Linked DNA regions of Mus musculus: region 2 is linked to region 1. Evidence: chromatin contacts called from public Hi-C data. All regions are on one chromosome and are shown on one strand. Each heading gives the region's core, a stretch centred on a gene start, on an enhancer-like site or on the middle of the called end of the contact. The rest is flanking DNA. Distances are from core to core; before and after follow the strand shown. Region 1 has its middle 31 kb from the start of Sfrp2. Region 2 has its middle 44 kb from the start of Tlr2.

Region 1 (2,922 bases), core at 207-2,706:
CATAAACAGTCCCTCCACTTGGCACCAAACATGCTAACGTGAGTCTACAGAGACTCTCAGTCAAACCACCACACACAGGGACTGCTACTGAGAGTTTCTGTGTTCCTAGAACTTAGCACCTGAGCCCAGCTGCTGTGACCTCCCTCTAGGTCCCACCTATGGAAGCCCTGGGATAGATGCCAGTGTCAAGTGCTGCACTAACCACTTCCTGTTTCCTGGAATCATCCAGGAAGACATTGCACAAGCCTATCTGAGAAACTTAAGAGTCACCCAGAGCCTTGCTTTTTCTTCTCAGCGGATTCCTCATGCCTCTCACAGAATTGCACATTCAGACAGAGTCTGTTTGAGTTGGAAATCCTCGACTGAGCCATGTCAGAATTGCTTACACCTTTTGAAGAAAGTGTAACCTGGCTGGTACTGTGTCTGTATAACTAATGTTCTGTCGGCCTTCTCTTTGCCGTCGCTGGGGATTTTAGCTTTTGAACGGTATCTTTTAACACTGCTTAGCCTAGGAAAAGAGCTCATAAGGTTATGTTTTTCTATTGATCGGTTATAAGGTTTTAGTTAATTGAAGGCAGTCTTTGGTGGATCCTGTGCTGAGAATGTCTTGCTCAGCAGTTCAACTGCATGGATATGTGCTCTGCTCAGTTATGCCTCCTTACCTGGAAGCCAGAACAATACTCCAAACAAATACAACTTCTAGTCAGCTCTGGCTCTAAAGCCTTGAACTTGGAGCTGGTGTCTGATCACTGGCATCTGCCCAGACATTATCAACCAGATGGTTCTTAGGCATACTGGATTTACAAGCAATGTCCCTGAAGCTAAAGGGGCATTGCCCACGGGAGGCCACTCTACAATCTTGACTGATTTGCCAAAACAAAAGTACAGAATGGAGACACATCTGGTCTTCTGACCTAGGAAAACAATCCAATATTTATTAATAGTGACTCGATTGCTGGTGTCTTACTATATTTTCTGTTTGTTTGTTTTGTTTTTATTCTGTAAGCAAGTTATTTTATAATTACTTTCATCCTAAATGATTCCAGGGGTGGGACCGTGACTCTTCTTTTTTTATTATTATTTTCTAGTTTGTATTTCTCATGTAATGTTTTAAAATACATGTTGAGAAAATAAAGCGATTTTAATGTGTCCTTTTATGTTCTCCAGCTCTGAAGCTTTCTGCAGATGATGCATGGAAGTAAGTTATTAGTATTTTTATTGCTGTTTTTATTAACAACAAGATTCTCTTCTTAACAGTTTGAGAGACTAAATGGAGTCATCGTTGTATTTGTAAATGTCCTAAGATGGAGAGGGGGTAAGATAGCATTGCCTGTGTAACGCTGATACTTTAGACCCAGAGAGTGTGGATTTTATGTTCCCTCTGCTGTGATCTGTGCTGTACCAAGTTAGATTTGTGTCTTCTTAGAAATGTGGCACGATGAAGTTCCCGTTTATTTTAGGCACATGAGACATATGGTTTTCTTTAACTGCTGTTTTCTCTGTGTTTGGGGACCCACAGTGGGGCCATTGGGTATTGCGAGCACCACATGAAAGAAATAAAAACGAAAGCACCTCCCTTCTTGCATTATAGTAATCAATTATGGATGTATTCCTATTCAAAGTAGGAGATACTTACTACATGCGTATACTAATTTATGCTCTTCAATATAGGTTCAGCCACTTGAGATGGATTTCATGTATATGAGCATGTGTGGCGGGATGTGTATGTGCATGTGTGCACACACACACAAGTATACACACAATGGATTACTATCATGAGGCAGATGTGGTTTTCTATCTATGGAAATCCCATTTTTAGATTGATGATGAATCCACATGTCCACCCACCCGGACTGTGTGGAAAATCCACTCATTTCACAGAATATGTAATGCTCATTTTGGATTTAGGTCTGTAAAAGGCATGAGTTCTTAGAATCTGTCCTTTCTTTTTCTTTGCTTCCATTTCTTACAGGGAGTGAGTGAGAGTATTTCTTACAGGCTTTTAAAAATAGTTCCCGCCTTCTGAGATCAGCTTCCCACAGACCCACTGACCTTACATATGTAACTTCCCTGATTTGACTCCAGCATCTTCGCTTGATAAATGAAGGGTTCTAACTCATCCCGTCGTCCCTCTCTGCACTGCCGCCCTAGGTCCATCTCCAGGCAGGACTCCACGAGGCGTGACTATCTCAGAAAGCTCATTTCTCTGTCTTCTCCAGCAGGGGGCACCCCTGGGGTTTGGTTCGGGCCCTTTTCTGAAGTGCTGGCTCCTTCCAGGCCCTGTAGAAATGCTGGGAAAGGAGAGACCCTAAATGGCCAGCATATCCAACAAGACCCTTTGCGAGGTCACAGGCTTCTAACTGCAACACTAGCTAACTGCACTTGCACGTGGTAACCAGCCAGACGTGGAAAAGCATCTCCAGAAGAGCAGTGACTGAGGGTGCCCCCCCCCCCTTGTCTTGGAACTACACTTTCATCCTCTCTCCAGTTTGAATTGACTTTAGGTCTGACTCCTCCTCCTCCTCCTCCTCCTCCTCCTCCTCTTCCTCCTCCTCCTCCTCCTCCTCTTCCTCCTCCTCCTTCTCCTCTTCTTCCTCCTCCTCCTTCTTCTTCCCTCTTTTCTCCTTTCCTCTCTCCCTTCCCTTCTTCATCTCCTCTCCTCCCTCCTCTCCCCTCCACCTCCCTCCTGTTTCTCTCCCTTCCTTCCCCTCCTCTCCCTCTCTCCCACGTTGTGTCTCTCTGCCTCCCTCTCCCTCCTCTCTCCTTTGGACCAGTAGTTCCCAGTCTTAACCACCCTTGAAATCACATGGGAATTATTTTGTTAAAATAACTGATGCTCTAAACATTACACAGCCTGTACGTGTATGTAAATAGTACATAGTCTCCAATTCAAATGTAGTTTTATGTAGTCATTAAAAAGAA
Region 2 (2,922 bases), core at 181-2,680, 88 kb after region 1:
TCATGGCTTCCAACTAACAGAAGAGATGTCACTATAGTGGCCAACTTCTATTTTCAAGCATCCTAGGATATATAGTCAAAAGGACAAAGGGACAAAAGATAGAAGGACTTGTAGTGATAGAACCTAGTGGGGAAACCCCCACTCAATTCCCGATTCGGCGTGCACCCAAAAAATCACGAAGGACCATCTTGATGTAATTACATGAGGTCATTTAATTATGGAGCTCCGGACCGACATGCATCCCACACAGGAGATAATGGATGTCAGCCACGAGGCTCAAAAGCTAGGGGTTTTTATGGGGTAAGGGGCTTAGGGGTGTGGAATTCAGCCTAGCAACACACTATTGGCTTATTCAAACATCAGCAGAAAAATTACATGTATGTGCAGGGTGTCAGAGTTCTGTGAGTTGTTGACTCAGTTTAGATAGCCCTGCTATGTCTTCACATTCCCCTTTATCTTATGGTCAAGATGTTCCAGGAATGTTTTAACTACAGGGCATACCCAGGTTTTTTGGTTTTTGTTTTTTTTTTCTTTTTTCTCAGCCCCAGGCAGCCTCTAAGCTCACAAACAACCAGCAATTTCTGAGTACTTTATATGACTTACAGGTCTTGAAATTTCATCTTTCTTTCAGTAGCTCAGCTGATACTAGCTGATGTGGCCTTTGAACTCAATTATGTGTCAATACATACTATTCAGCCATGGACTGCTCTAATGTATCATTATCATTATTATTATTATCATTGTATGTGCATTGTGCATGTATGTATGGTATGAAGTATGTATGTGTATGTGAATATGCACACACATAAGTAGAAGTTAGGTAACCATTTTCAGATGTCCTCTCCTTCCATGGGGGGCTCTGGGGATCAAACACAGGCCATCAGATTTATGCTGTAAGCTCTGTCTCTCACTGAGCCATCTTGCCTGCTTTTACCTGCTAAGCCATCTTGCTGGATGGTGGATAACACAAAGCTATAAGTCAGGAAAGAATTCAAGGAGCTTGTGTCAACCCAGCCTGAAGCAGATGACCAAGTGTGTGAGGATGCTGAACCTGCAGCCCCGAGCCTGTGCTGACTGAGGATCCGAAAGACTTTCCCAGACTCTGCATTTCTCACAGGACCGATATGAGGAGAACAACAATTGCAGAAAGAGGAGCATCTGACCAGAAGTGTTTTAACAGGGTAGGGCTGGCCATAGTTTATTCTCCGGGCAACAGAAGACACAGCAAGTCCCTGACAGGCTCATGTAAGGCCACTAGCTAAGCTGGGTTTACATCATAGCAAAGAACTCATGGTCACATTGTCACTGCAGGACTGTCCCCATGTCCTCAGTACTGTCCTGGTATTAGCCTGAGAGTCTGATAGGCTGAGACATGTGTAGCTGGTTACAGGGCAGTGTTGCTTCATCCTTTCTAATAGATTCTACAGTCAGCTTTCCAGACACGGGTGTGGCCTAAATGTGGGTTGAGCATTAGCTAAACTGAGGTTTAAATCCTCATCTGTGGTGTCTCTGACGTGCTGTGTGATTTCAGGGAAGTTGCTCAAGATTTCAAAACCCAGTGTGCAGCACACATGCCTGACAGCACCTACCCCCTCACCAGGCCCCCTCTTCCTCACTCCCCTTTATGCCATCAAGGTCTCCCTATTTTCCTTGCTTTCTCGTTTTGCACTTCTGTTGCTTGCTGTCAAAGAGACTCTCTCAGGTAGGGCCTTCCTCACCGTTCTTCTCTGCTTACCCGTTACACGCCAGAAAAGTCTCCTCTCCATGCTTCCAGATGTTCTTTGTCTATAAATAAATAAATAGACTAGAATTATTATCTTAATTGTACAAACATATGGAGCACAGTACAGCAACTGGATGCATCTATATAGTGCGTAATGATCAAATCAGCGTAGTTTCTGTCTCTTTTAGCATTTTAAAAATCATCTGATTGCTGTTTAATAATTCTATGTTTTTATAGGGCACAGCATGGTGTGTCCATGCATAAATGCTGTGTGTACTGATCCAATCTGTACCATTTCCATCTCATCTCTGTGCTTGGAGTCTTTCAGCTCATCCCTTCCAATTACCGTACAAGAGTTAGTAGGTTATTGTGAAGTGTAGTTCCCCACCCTCACCCTAGTACTGTGCCAGAACACCTAGAGCTTAATACTCCTCTAGTACTATGCAATCCCATCCACATGAAGATGAGCAGCAAAGCAATATCATGTCCCTTCTAAGACTGGGTTGCTTTAAATATATATATTGCCCCAGTACAGGAGAATGCCAGGGTCAAGAAGTGGGAGTGGGTGGGTGGGTAGGGGAGCAGGGCAGGGGGAGGGTATAGAGGACTTTCAGGATAGCATTTGAAATGTAAATGAAGAAAGTATCTAATAAAAAATTGAAAAATATATGTGTGTGTTTATATATTATATATGTCATATATCATATATTATATAATATATATCTTACTTATTCACTTCACATCCTGATTGCAGTCCCCCTCCCACCCTTACAAACCCCTCCCCAACCACACACTCCCTGTCCCCCTTGGGTTATCTAGGAGTACCCTACCCTGGGACATCTAGTCCCAGCAGGACTTAGAACAACCTCTCCCACTGAGGTGACTGGGTCACTTCTAGGAAAGGCCATGTCTTCCCTCCTTTGTTTCTTCTCCTCACTCTCCTCCTCTCTCCCCCTTCCCTCTTCTGTTGCTTGTGCTGACATCAGTCAGCTGCCCCAATAAAGAAATACCTGTTGCATACACTGAAGGCAACCTGCAGCCAGTATCTAGCCAGAAGCCAAATACTGCTAACAGCAGCCATATAATGTAACTTGGAGGCAAATCTATCCCTGCCCCACCCCCCACACCTACTAAGTCTAGATGACCTTAGCCTGGGAGTTACTTTTCCCACTTCCATGATGAAGCCCAAAAGCCATGTG

What was found. A called contact is a pair of places that touch in the nucleus more often than the background predicts.
Region 2: a Hi-C map of bone marrow-derived macrophages shows a contact between it and region 1, with 2.9 times the contacts expected there. The contact joins two enhancer-like sites. A contact is called at or near these places in 4 of 39 promoter capture datasets (the C10 cell line, embryonic stem cells, hippocampal neurons and 1 more), 7 of 15 datasets of contacts at CTCF or cohesin (the NIH/3T3 cell line, embryonic stem cells, large pre-B cells and 2 more), 159 of 484 Hi-C or Micro-C datasets (3T3-L1-derived adipocytes, 8-cell embryo, B cells and 74 more) and 19 of 115 datasets of contacts at active chromatin or transcription factors (the 230-238 cell line, DN3 thymocytes, astrocytes and 8 more).

The regions. Positions count from the first base shown.
Region 1 is chr3:83,795,800-83,798,721 of GRCm38.p6, forward strand. It overlaps the pseudogene Gm7115. Among named protein-coding and RNA genes, the nearest start is that of Sfrp2, 31 kb to the left of the region's middle. Within about 2 kb of position 1,457, at least 29 of the 459 cell types and tissues checked have an H3K27ac peak or open chromatin away from gene starts, as enhancers often do. A contact at or near this core is called in bone marrow-derived macrophages, where this site is marked.
Region 2 is chr3:83,883,906-83,886,827 of GRCm38.p6, forward strand. No RefSeq gene overlaps it. Among named protein-coding and RNA genes, the nearest start is that of Tlr2, 44 kb to the left of the region's middle. Within about 2 kb of position 1,431, at least 49 of the 459 cell types and tissues checked have an H3K27ac peak or open chromatin away from gene starts, as enhancers often do. A contact at or near this core is called in bone marrow-derived macrophages, where this site is marked.